Linked DNA regions of Sus scrofa: region 2 is linked to region 1. A link is a contact called in public HiChIP or PLAC-seq data. All regions are on one chromosome and are shown on one strand. Each heading gives the region's core, a stretch centred on a gene start, on an enhancer-like site or on the middle of the called end of the contact. The rest is flanking DNA. Distances are from core to core; before and after follow the strand shown.

Evidence for each region. HiChIP or PLAC-seq counts read pairs in DNA pulled down with a chosen protein or histone mark.
Region 2: a contact with region 1 is called in an H3K27ac HiChIP or PLAC-seq map of alveolar macrophages. The contact joins two enhancer-like sites. A contact is called at or near these places in 2 of 2 datasets of contacts at active chromatin or transcription factors (alveolar macrophages and skeletal muscle).

The regions. Positions count from the first base shown.
Region 1 is chr1:72,008,240-72,015,005 of Sscrofa11.1, forward strand. It overlaps a transcript of PREP not described here. Among named protein-coding and RNA genes, the nearest start is that of PRDM1, 300 kb to the right of the region's middle. Within about 2 kb of position 3,397, at least 7 of the 83 cell types and tissues checked have an H3K27ac peak or open chromatin away from gene starts, as enhancers often do. A contact at or near this core is called in alveolar macrophages, where this site is marked.
Region 2 is chr1:72,230,580-72,237,330 of Sscrofa11.1, forward strand. No RefSeq gene overlaps it. Among named protein-coding and RNA genes, the nearest start is that of PRDM1, 75 kb to the right of the region's middle. Within about 2 kb of position 4,427, at least 4 of the 83 cell types and tissues checked have an H3K27ac peak or open chromatin away from gene starts, as enhancers often do. A contact at or near this core is called in alveolar macrophages, where this site is marked.

The sequences.
Region 1 (6,766 bases), core at 2,147-4,646:
TGTGAATATAGAGATGTTTGTCCCACTCTCCTAAGCTTTGTGTTCCAGATATTCCAGTCTACACAGATAAAGGTTTTAAACCCTGCAAAGTGGTTTTCTTTGCTACGGTCTCTCGTTCTGCTTTGAACAATGAAATACCACTTACCTTCCCCATCATTTTTTTTTTTTTTTTTTTTTTTTTTTGTCTTTATAGGGCCACACTTGTGGCATATGGAGGTTCCCAGGCTAGGGGTTGAATCGGAGCTGTAGCCACCAGCCTACGCCACAGCCACAGCAACGCCAGATTCTTAACCCACCAAGCAAGGCGGGATCGAACCTGCAACCTCATGGTTCCTAGTCAGATTCCTTTCCCCTGTGCCACAGCGGGAACTCCCCCATCAGATTTTAATAGATTAATTTCAAAACTAAATCTGAACATTAGCTTCAAATTTATACCCGAACTTGAAAATTCAAAGGAAAATATCTGTGGTGCTCCGTTCCCTCTAGCAGTAAAGGTACCTCGGGAGGGAGACAGAGACCTGGACGAGAGGCAAATCCATCTTCCTCCAAGTCTTCTCCCCAGTCCTGCTTGCATTATTAAGTTCACTAATAGTCCTTTTTGAAAAAAAAAATCAATTAATTACAGGTGATGGATTCATAGAAAATAATGACGAATCATCCTTTCCAAATTAGGAGAAGAGTAAGAGGAAAGACAGAGGGTAGAAATTCTTCAATTTTGTTACTACTGACTCTATAGCTGCTTTATTGTGTGCCTATGGCTTTTCCTTTTTCCCAAAAAATAAAAATACTGAGGAAGGAACTAATTTAGAGGAAAAAATGTGAGAAATTTTGGAAAATAATCACAGCCAATACCGTGAAGTGCTTGCTCTGTGCCAGACACTCTTCTAAGCACTTTATTAACTCACTCATATCTCACAATCCTATGAAGTTGAATAGATTATTAACTACATTTTATAGGTGAAGCAATGAGGCACAGAGAGGGTAAGTAGCTTACCAAGGACACACAGCTATTAAGCTTATATCTGAAGTGAGGTGGTACAGCTCCAGAATCTGTTTTGTTTTGTTTTTTAACCATTAAGCAGCTTTACCTCTTTACACTTTAACCCTCATTTGAGAAGAATTTATGGAGCTTCGTATACATAGTAGGATGAAGGGGGAAATGGGCAGGGATGTTCAAAGGAAGTTTGAGTAAGACAAGGCTGAGGCTAAAAGCACTGCCAGCTGAAAGGCAGAGGGGCTCGTCACAGATCATTCGGGTCTCTCATTGAAAGCGTCTGGAAACAATACTGATGGGGAATATTCAGGTGTTCCTGGAGGCAGAGCTTCTAAAGTCTCACATCCTTGGAGCTGGAGGGTAGCAGGGAGCTTCCCCAGAGTCTCCCTGTGGAACGAGCCACTTGTCAAGGGGTGTCTCTTGCCCCAGGCTCCCAGGCTGCCTTCCTTCCTGCAGCTCAGGGGCTGAGTTTTGAGGGGAGACACCAGCTTGGCTGTTCCCACCCTGACTTGGACTTTGGCCATTAGTTTCTTCCAGAGAAGCAGCCACATCAGAGCCTGTGCAGAGTCCCTTTGCATCTCTCTTTCTAATCCATCTTTTGTTTGTTTGTTTGTTTGTTTACATGTGAACCTACTTTTTTAGCTACAGGTATTTATTATAGTTCATACAGACTTTAATTTTATAGTTTATGACTATGTATAACCTTATCACGATAAGGGCAAATTGTACATGGGGAGAGCCACAGGCCAATCATGTTAGGCATTTCTCTTGCTACAGTCCCAGGAACACATCTTGCCCTTCTCCATCACAGCATGAGCAAACATCAGCCTCACAAAGAGCTGGGTGACTATCTAGCTGGGGTTTCTCCACCAGGGCCAGGAGTTGCTGAAGAAGACCGTGTGCCCAGATTGAGGGAGGTGAGCAGAAGCTTCTGACGTTGTTCAAAAAGGGTCGTGTCTTCTTAGAAGGTTCAGAATCGATCTTCTGGTTCCATTCCTTCCCTGGTAGCCAGAAGGGTGAAGCTCAGAGGGATGAAATGACTTGGGAAGAGGGGTGGTCCCTGAGCTAGTTAAAGACCAGGGAAAACTAGAGCTCAGATCTGGTGTCCTTGGGTCTCACCAAGCTGTTCCCACTGTGTGTTGAAGGCAGCACCTGGCACTCACCCGTGGCCTCCTCCTCAAGCCGCCTCCTGAATTCTTCCGGGGACGTCACAGTGAGGTTTCCACAGACCTCTGCAGCCCTCACTCCCTCAGCCCAGAAACCACCTTTCAAAACACGAAAGAGCGCAAGTCGCCGCTTTCACCCTACCCACATGCCTCTTCCCACACTCCTTTTCTGTCCCACATCTAGAAAGATCCAGACACTGATCTTTCTCCTGGACTCTTCCTTTTTTACTATCTTCTCCATCTCTCTTTTGCATTTTTGGCAACCAACTCTTGTGAGGTTTAGGCCAGGGCACCCGCTTCTCCCGGGCCCGTTTTGCTGGCCTGCCTGTGGGGGTTCAGCCTTCCACCTCCCTTCCCGCTTGTCCACGAGGTGGCGGGAGGGCTGTGTGCTTCCACAGGCTCCCTGCTGGTGGCCAGTGATGACCACGCGGGCTGCATCCTGTACCTTACCCGTCAGTCCCCCAACACCTGGGCAGAACAACTGAGTGGCCTGTCTGAACGTGGACCCCCCAGATTCCAACCTCACAAACACAGATCGACCCACATCGCACAACCCCTATCTCTTCCCTTCAGGGGAAGCCACAAAGCCATGAAGTTGCCTTCACGGTCTCCATTTCCATCTCCAAAGAAGATGACAGCAAACTGCTCTTTATTGGACACTCAACTCTGTGGCAGGAATGTCCCCAGGCCCTTTGCACACATCACGGCAAACTTCATAAGAAACCTCTGAGAAGTTGTTATTCTCACCATTTTGCAGATGAGGAAGCTGAGTTGTCTTAAGCCATTCATCCTCCTCTCCCACAGTTGTTAAACGCTGAAGTTGGGACTGAAACCCAGGTCTTCCAAGCTCTTCCCACCACAGTCCCCTCTCCTTTGGGCCAGGGTTATGTCATTTTAATTTCAGGCATTTCACTGAAAAACATTCTAGTAAATTAGTCCATCCCAACATTTCTATTGAGGGCTCTGTTCTCTCCCTCAGTGGCATTTGGCTGGCGCTTGGTGCTCTTCTGCTGTCCCTGTCCTTTTGCCTGCTGCCCGGGAGCCCTTCTTGCCTCCTCGAGTCCCTGTAGAGGAAGTAATTAAAAGCAACAGAGGACGAGGGACTTCCTCCTCGGCTCTTGCCCTTTCCTCGCTCGCCACTCCAGTTTTGCTTTCTCCAGGTACAGAGTCCTGCCATGTCTGTCTCTTCCCTTCCAGCCAGAACATCAGACCCTTTCTTCCGGGGCTTCAGTGAACAATTAGCTCCTGGAGGCAGCCACCTGGCTCTTGATCAGCATGCCATTTGCCTTCCTGACGGCTGGTTTCCATTCTGCTATCATCAAAGAATGTTTGCTGGGCAAATTTCTTTATAATTAAACCTCCCCCCTCCCTCCCAAGCCACCAACAACCTAGCTGGACGCTCAGTGCCCCAGCCAGTAGGAAGGACCCGCAGGGTGAGTGTCATGTTTCTGCCAGGAAAGGGCTAACACTTTATGGAAGCCACAGGGCTTGTCAGAGACAGGGCACCAACCATAATCTCAACTTGAGACAGTGGGCAGTTTCTCTTAGAGTCTAATAGTTTATCTATTACACAAGAGGGTCTCAAACTTGGCCTCAAAAGTAGAGCTGATTTTCCACTCAATTAGGATAATGGGGAGACAAAAGAATAAGGGGTAGGCTTTGATCATTTTTGTTTGTTTCTTCTACATTTTCTAAAATTTAAAGGTATCTCATCTGAACAAAATAGTTTCTAACAAAATATTATCAAAAAGATATAAATATATCCAAGTATTTGATATATTAGGTGGCTTATTTACTATTTTGCAATACACATAAAATATACACATAAAATAAATGGCAGTTCCTGCTAATAAAATTACTACTTCCCAAAATGGAATTTATTGCATCAAAATGTAATTCCATGATATTCTGCTGGGAGCCCCTGGACTGGATTTCCTTAAGGAGAGAGTGGGTTGGGGGGTAGGTGGGAATGACTGAATTTGCCTGTTCTTCACCAGAATAATTTGAATGCAAGATGAGCCTTGGGCAGTTGGGATCACAGCATCTGCCCCGGTTGCCAAGGATATTGGAGCTTCCTCTGTGTCACTAGAGTGAGATGGAGCCAAGGGTGGGAGGAAGCCTACAGGAGAAGCCAGGGATGGATAGTAGGGGCCAGAGTTGGCTGTGCAAACCACTCCCAGCTTCTCTTCTCTGCCTCCAGCTTTTTCTTTACCTTTTGCTTTTTTTTTTTTTTTTTCTCCTTTGTCTGTTGCTCTTTTTTTCTCAGGAGGCTTCTCCAGAGGATGCTGATTTTCAGCTTCCAGCCCTTGATTTGTGGGGGGAAGAGGCAGCACGTTGCTGTGGTCAGGAGAAGCTGGTGCCCTGGCCATTACAGTTTGGGACCTTCTACTTGCTTTCTAAGATCCAACACCTTTGGAATAGAGGTAGCAAGAAACAAGAGCTGCCTGACCACTTTTGGTATCTTGTAAGTCTCTCGCTTCCATGAGCTCCAAAGATATTGAACACAGTCCCAAAATAGCCACCTCATCCAGCAGTGAATGGGGAAAAGACAAAGGCACCAAAAATGCTACAGATTCAGGCTTCCATGGCTAGATGCTTCCCTGTCTGACAGAAGTATTCAACTTGATAGCAAGCCTACTCGAGAGCAAACCGTCTCTTCCTCCGGCTGTATGAAAAACGAGAAAGGTCACCCAGTGATTTCAGTAGTGAAACTTTTGCTCATGGAAGGCCAGACGTGCGATGTGGTGGGCAATGTGCAGACAAGCAGGAAGCCGCATGTCATAGAGTTACTTGTCCTTCACGAAGCTGGAGGTGGTGGCCACTTGACAGGCAGTACACTCCCTCCTCAACAAAATCAATGAGTTCTTTTTGATATTTTGAAGGCAAGTCTGTCAGGGACGCTGTCTCCCTCCACTATAGGATGTAAGTGGGCAGCTTAAGTCCATCTTCAGTGTAAGTAGAGAACAAGGTTTCAAGAGCATCCACAAGCAGACACCAGAGCAGGGCTTGGCCACTCTGTCGTGCTGAGAATGACCTCGTATGATGCTCGCCCTCTCCTTCCCACCCCCACCCTGATTTAATGGATCTGGGTGAGGGGACCAGAGTCTTGGGATTCTGGAGACCAACCTAGCCGGTTGGAATGTGCAGCCGGAGTCGAGAACCACCTCCCTGGTCAACTGGATGATTTGTTCCAAGTCTCACTCAGAAGCATGGTGGCCCCTTTATGATCAAAAAACAAAACATCCTCTTTTCACTCATTTGGTGCCAGAGACCCTGGCTCCTATACCACATTTTTTTGCACAAGCTCTCAATACAGGAAACAGTGCAGCTCCAAAGGAGGAGGAGGCCTGGGTTCTCAAGAAGCCCAAACTCAGCTACTCACTGGGCTAGTGCACAGGATAGGACCCAAATGACCTTCAGCCCAGAGACTCAAAGAGAAAGAGCCCACAGTTCCCAGGCAAGTTACTTCACATCCTTGGGCTCGGCACCTTCTTCTGGAAAACAGAGGACTGGACTCACTAGACAATCTCTGAACATTTTCTAGCTTTACAAATGTGTGAGCATCTAGTGTTTCTGTCAATACATCTAAGCATTTCAATCTATACTAACCTGTTCTTTCCACCTACAAAATAGAAACAAAACACATCCCCTCCAGGAGGTCTGACGTTCCCATTCTTAGTTTTAAAAGCCAAAGGGTTTTTAAGCTCTTTGTAGCTAAATCTTACCTTAAATGTATGAGTTGAAGCAAATCGAGTCTGGTCAAGGCTTACACTGGCAGAAGGTAACATGAGATCCAGTGCTGTTTTGACACACTTCTGAAGGACACATGTTCCGAGGAAAGGAGAAGAGGCTGGGGCATGTGGCATTTTCTGCTCAGAGCCCTGATTATCTCTGGTGATATGACTTCTTGAAAGAATCGGCTAGGCTCTTCCTGATGCAATTCTCTTGGTAAATTGCTAAAGAATATGGATTTCCAATAGCAGATGTCAAGGTCTGGGCTCCCAGGAATGCTTGATTCACATGAAAATCTGACCACACCTGCCATCTGTCACTGGGCAGGAAAGGGGCACAATGAAGTGGGACCCAAAGCCCTAGGAATTTAAAATTTGCACAAGTGAAACTGGCAGTTTGCCATCCTGTCTATGCACATGAATTTCCCTTTCTGACCAATTTCTTTTGTAGAAAGGGTAATTAGCTTTACTACTACCATTGCCTCTATTACTACCTCTAGGCAAATCATTAATAGTCAGCTCCATCACCTAACCATATTTCCAGTACTTGAACTTTTACTCCATAAAAAACTCACAAAAGATAGATAGGCAGGTACATATATATCTATTTATACATACATTTATGTGTGCATGTATATATACACATATATATAACAAATATATATTTTTAAGTATGAATACACAGCGTCATCAACATCAATATCAGCCACTCACTATATTGAGCACCTATCACAGTCTCTGTCTTCTTGCAATTTAACTACAGAGGTGCGGGGGCAGAGGGTGGGCATGGGAATGAGAATACAAATATCCATAAAACAAGATAGTCAGTAAAGCATAAACTGTCAGTTCTCAAAAAATAATGGCAAAGATGAATC
Region 2 (6,751 bases), core at 3,177-5,676, 220 kb after region 1:
GTAGCATTTGAATTGAGATGTAGAGGTAAGGCCAGGTAATCGCTTTCTTTTCTCCTTTTGTCATTAAGTAGAGCTAGAACAATGGGTGTTATTTGAGAGCTGCCCTTCTAACCTTTGCTGCTCTTAAAATGCCTTCAGGTCACCACATGTTTCTTAGCGGTGTTTTAATTTTTTAATTTAATGTTTAACTTCAGAGAGAATCGCTTAGAGACACTTAACCTTGCTGAGCTGCATGGAAATGGGATAATAATATCTACTGGTGACGTAAGGGATTTATTTCATAACATCTTTATTTGGGGGCGTGATTCAAAAGAGGATTGTCAGAGTTATAGCTAATTGAAAAATCACTTTGAATGTTTTCATCCTTAAGGCATCTAATATTGGAAATGAATTTTAATGTTAAAAAGTAGGGAAGATTTCTAGGGCTTTGGTCTTTTTTTTTGAAATGTATTCTGCTTTATACAAATGTAGAAAAGGCTTTGAATTATCCTCATTGAATATGAATTTACGTCCTGATTGTTTTATAGATATTTGGGGTTTTGTTTTCCTTACTTACTTCATTGCTTTTGTCCACTGGAAGAAGAGATGATGCTTAAGGCATTCAATTCATTCCATTCTATAATTTACCCTGGGTGTTTATTGACCCTAGGTGTTGCTGTGCACACCTGTAGAGAGTGCATTTTCTGGTTCACAGTGCTGAGTTTTCTCATTTTCTCATCCACTTTCTGTTTTGAGCTTTCTTTGGCCACCTTCCTCAACTGTGTGTGTGGCCAAGAGGAAAAAACACAACAAAACAAAACAAAGACCCCACAGAGTTAGCCAAGCTCCTTTGGCGCTTTCTACGGGATCATGGTGTTTGGGAGTTTCTACTTTATTATAGTGCAATGGTTTTGTGATTATTTTTTCTGTTCTTTAGTTAGTTTATTCCGACTTAGTAAAGACAAGATAAGCCTAGGCAGAGACTTCTTTTTCCAATACACCTAGGGATAGACAGTTGGAATTGAAGATAGTCGCTTATATATTCATTCCCTTATTACACATACCTGTACATATTATGAAGAGAGTGGCTGTAGAATGTACTGTCCAGAGCAGGACACTTTTGAGAGTGAAAGGGAGCATTTAGAACAACAAACACAAACCAGGGTCTTCCCTGGCAAACCCCCAGGCTCTGAGCAGTGTGTATCATGCTTTCTATAATCAGGAAGTTTTTTAATAACCTAGTTAACTCTCTCAGGAAGGGAAAGGAAGGGCAAGAATTGATTAGAAGGGAGGGGGAGGCGTCTGTATAGGCAATGAACCTATTCATAGAAAACAAACAGCCAGAGACTGCAGGTTTATTGGGTGCTAAGTGTGCCCTGGCTGTAATCTGCTGGTTTCATTGAATTTACACACCCTTAGTCCTGCTTTTCTGGAAGTTGTGCCTCCCCCTTGCTTCCTGATTATCTTTAGACATTTTGGAAAAGTATATAATGGACACATAACATTGTATTAGCTTTAAGTGTATTCATCTTAGACCTTTAAAAAAATCGTCTTTAGCTTCTGCATTTCTTTTATCTTGGATCAGTAACATACTCCTGGCCCTAGTCTTTATTACTAGTTTTCTTATTTTAAAGTTAGATTCATTAGATTTCCAGGCCATTTGCTAGGCAAATCAGTTGGCTATTTCTTTTAGCCATTGGAGAAGAAGGCTTCCTAGTCAGACATTCCCATTCAAGTCATTCAAGTCATAGGACTTGTAGGTGCTTGTTTTGGATTATAAAGAATCTGAAAAGAGCCCAGGCTTTCACCTCAAGTCTGGATCTGGCTAATTTGGGGGCCTTGCAGGTGGCTCGCAAAGCAGAAGGGTGTGTTCCAGCATTGCGGCTTTGCAGTTTGCCTCTTCCTCCGAAGGGAGAGTGGGTGGTCAGTGGAGGAGAGAGCGATGGAGGAAGGGTTGCCTTTCTTTGTGTGGCCGACAGGATGGACAGTGTGTGGACTGTTTGGGAAGGAGTCATTCTGGGTTGGTGGGTTCTACCCCTCCCTTTTCTGAAATCTATACTCGAAAGTACAAAATATGGGAGTGTGTGTTTGCTGATGGTCAGATCAAAGGTTCCCAGGGGGTGAACTACCTGAAAAGGGAAAGGAGAGCAGCTTTCTGCAGCCTGACCTCTACCTGCTCTCATTGTAACTGGGCTTGGGATAGGCCACTAGATAGAAAGCCGCTGGGTATGCTCTCCCCAGGAGCTTCTGAGGTGGAAGGTGTGGACCTGTGTATGGATATGGTAAATTGGAGCCCTCTAGGAGGTAGGGAAAAAAAAAGACAGTAACATACACGCTAACATAAATATTGAAGCAGGTTGTTCAGCTTTCACTGGAGCCCCTTGGCTTAGAATTCTTTTGTTCAACAATAATGAATGTAACTCTTGACTAATACTGTATAAAAGACTGGTATTTGTGGCACCCAAGGGAAGCGTAACCTGAGTAACTTCTTGACCCTTTACAAATATTTACAGGTTGAAAGAATATAGTTTGACCAAAGAGCCCAAGTGATTTTGTAGTGGTTTACCTTCTGGTTTTCCTGCAGTTCAGTAGATAACTTATCTGTTTAAAAAAAAAAAAAAAAAAAAAGGGAAGGTTTTTCTTTTTGATGGTGGTGTCAAATTATTCTATACCTCATTCTTTCCCCTTTAAGGGTTATTGTGCTATTGCTTTGTTGTTTTTAAGTTTTTGGAAACACAAGTCTGGTGAATTTTTTGGGGGGGAGGCTGCTGATAGTGGTAATAGCATGATATGCTGTTATGAATATATGAAAGCACTCTAAAATCTTTTATACATATTGGCATGGTGATTAAAAATATATCACAGTTGGTATACAACTACCTTTTCTTAGAAATAGATGCTGAGTTAAAAATACGTCCTTGTGAGCTCTTCAAAACAACTGTTAGGAATGATATCTTGGTGCAAAGGACAACAACCTCCCCCGCAAATAAATGTTTTTATGGAAACAACAAATTCCTCACTAGATTTCCTGTTCTGGTTTGTGGTTCTAATAACGTTGTACGTTTACACTAGTACTGATAACTTTAATTCTCCAGTCTCTTTGTACAGTTAAGTGCTGGCTGGAATCTTCTCAAGGCAGAAAGAATGACATATTCAAGCAGTCTTTGACAGTGTTTAAACACCCCTTATCAAAACTTAATTTCCATGAATGATTGATTTTGGCACTTGATGGAAGGCTGAAGAATGTTCAATTACCCCATTTTCATGTGCTAATGAAGCCGAAAGTGACTTAAGGGGATTTCTTTCTGCTGGGGCAGCCTGTTTGGATATGCACATGACTTCTTAGGTTTCTCTCTCAGGGTTTGTCTCTGCTAAATAGTTGTTTTATTGAGTAACTGTGGCTAATCTGTCTGCTTGGCCACAGGCCTTGGCCTTCCTCTGTAGAGTGGACTGTAATTAGTGGAGCTGTCAAACCAGGTGTTTAATTTCAAGAGAATTTATTTTGCACGAATCTTCCAGTAACTTGCAAAATCAATGAGGTCTGGATTTTCTGTTTGCTCACAGACATTCCTTGCGTATCAGGTTTTGAGTAAAATCAATACAACTGAGGAAAAAGTAACCTTCAGTTCCAAATTTGGAGTTGAAAAGCTTGACCATTACATTCAATTTTTCACACACTGCACCAGAATTTTTATTAAAATCTTTAGCCTAAGCATACATGTAAGTATACATGTAAAATTTAAGGATGTCCTGACTTCTTTTCTTGAAATGGAGCTGAAGGAGGGAGGAGAAAAGTGGCACTAAGATTCTTCCCCCTATAATATTTGTTGGTCATAGATTTAAATCTTGATGATTGTGCTACATGTTCTTTATTGTTATTATTAAAGTATAGTTGATTTACAGTGTGCCAACTTCTGCTGTAGAGTACATGTTCTTTTATAATCATCTTCAATCTAATTTTAGTCTTAAGAAGCCAGAGAACTTTAGATCTCCTTCTGGTTTGAGAGTCCCATGGGGTTTATAAATCTGTCCATTCCAGAAAAGTTATTTCTCTGGCTTCTGAAGACTTCTGAAGCCGGAAGGAAATCACAGGATGATTTCATGAGTCTAGATGAGCCCCTTCTAGTCTTTTAGGTTGGAAACAACACCAGTCCTTATCCAAAGTGCCTATGACTTCACGGTTCCACCGCCTCCTAGGAAAGATCTGACTCCCCGAAGCATGGAAAGTGCTGGATTCCTGAGAGAGCAGATCCTTGTTTAGACTGAGGAAAACATGTTGCGTGTAAACACTTAAGCCTCTCCTTATGGGTGTGTTCAAACTCAGCCAAGACTCATGGTGCCTTTTTTTTTCTCTTTCCCCCCTTTTTTCTTCTTCTCTCTGCAATGGTAGAGATGACCTGTCTACACAACAGTTGAGTCATTGATGACTGGGAAGTCTGTCTGGGTAAGAAGTAGCTTTGCTTCCTCAAAGGACCCCTGCCTAATGAGCTTGCAGTTAGGAGAATTTAGAAAGTTTCCCTTCTAGGCTGAACCTAAACTCTGCCTAAATGGAAGCTTGAGAGTCTTTGAAAATGTCCATCAACTTCAGGCATCATTTTATCATTTTATCATCTGTTTGTCCTTAGAAGACATCTTCCCTTTTCCTCCATTCCTCGACTAGTTATCCACCCCCCACCCCGCCACCCAAAACAAAAACAAAACAGAAAGAACAAAAGTGAGACCATTACCAGATAGAAGCAAAGTATTTTCGGGGTTTGGCTGGTACACGGAATGGAGAAATGCTGCCTTCTTTCCGGCTCGGCAAGGTGAAGGCCACATACTGGGCCCCTCTTTCCATCAGAAACTGCTTATCTGCTTCCTACTCTGGCACTGTGTTGTGGGGCAGGAGACTCCCCCTGGGAAGCAGGAATCCCCCTCGTGGCTTCTCTGCTGGGACAGCAGAGCAAAATCACCTCATTCCCTGGGCCAGAGGATAAGTTTAAAATGTTCTTGGAGTTCCCGTCGTGGCGCAGTGGAAACAAATCCAACTAGGAACCGTGAGGTTGCGGGTTTGATCCCTGGCCTCACTCAATGGGTTAAGGATTTGGCATTGCCGTGAGCTGTGGTGTTAGTTGCAGACACGGCTCGGCTCTTACGTTGCTGTAACTGTGGTGTAGGCCGGCAGCTGTAGCTCTGATTCAACCCCTAGCCTGGGAACTTCCATATGCTGCAGGTGCGGCCCTAAAAAGTAAAAAAAAAAAAAAAAAAAAAATCCTGACTCCCACAGTGATTGTTTATGCCACTTGCATATAATTTGGAAGGTGCCCTAGCAGATGATAACACACTGTACTCAAATTAATTATTATTATTTGCAGTTTCCCCAGTGTATTTCACGAGGGCTTAGTCACAGTTATATCTGACCTGTTTTCCTTGTAAATACTTCCTCTTGGTTTTTCTTAGTTTGTTGCATTTCCATTTCACATGTTCTCAGGAGCTGGTGAATCAAAAATTATTTAGGACAGAGGAAACTCTCAGTTTTTTTCCTATTTGAGCAGACTTTTCATAGAAAATGATCTGCTCTGTGACATCTTCCAAATTATATGGAATAAAGATGAGGGGAGTTGGCGCTTAAGTTATATTCAAAACTAATATTCTGGAGTTCCCGTCGTGGCACAGTGGTTGACGAATCCGACTAGGAACCATGAGGTTGCGGGTTCGGTCCCTGCCCTTGCTCAGTGGGTTAATGATCCAGCGTTGCCATGGGCTGTGGTGTGGGTCGCAGACGCAGCTCGGGTCCCGAGTTGCTGTGGCTCTGGCGTAGGCCGATGGCTACAGCTCCGATTCGACCCCTAGCCTGGGAACCTCCATATGCCGCGGGAGCGGCCCAAGAAATAGCAAAAAGACAAAAAAAAAAAAAAAAAAAAAAAACCAACCAAACAAAAACTAATATTCTGAAAGTTCCTGTTGTGGCTCAGTGAGTTAGGGACCCAACATTGTCCCTGTGAGAACTCATGTTCAAATCCTGGCCTCACTCAGTGGGTTAAGAATCTAGTGTTGCTGTGCCTGTGGTATAAAGGCCTCAGCTACTGCTCTATTTTGACCCCTAGCCCTGAAATTTCTTTGTGCCACAGATGTGGCCCTAAAAAAGAAAAAAAAAAGAAAAACGCTAATTTTTTTTTTCTTATTTTTTAAGGCCGCATCTACACCATATGAAAGTTCCCGGGCTACGGATCCAATTGGAACTATAGTTGCTGGTCTACACCACAACCACAGCAACACCAGATCTGAGCTGTTTCCGTGACCTACACCACAGCTCACAGCAACTCTGGATCCTTAACCCACTGAGTGAGGCCAGGGATCAACCTGCGTCCTCATGGATACTAGTAAGATTCATTACTGCTGAGTCACAAAGGAAACTCCAAAAAAACCCTGATTTTCTTGGTATTTTTATTTTTTATTTATTTTTATTTTTATTTTTGCTTTTCAGGGCCACACCCTCGGCATATGGAGGTTCCCAGGCTAGGGGTATAATTTCAGCTGTTACTGCTGGCCTACACCACAGCCGCAGAAACGCAGAAACGCAGGATCTGAGCCACGTGTGCAATCTACACCATAGCTCGCAGCAATGCCAGATCCTTAACCCACTGAGCGAGGCTAGGGATTGAACCCACAACCTCATGGTTCCTAGTCAGATTCATTTCCACTGCACCACGACGGGAACTCATTTTTTTTTTTTTTTCTTGGTACTTTTAATCTCCTAAATTTCTTGAGGCTTTTAAACAAAGGAGATAAT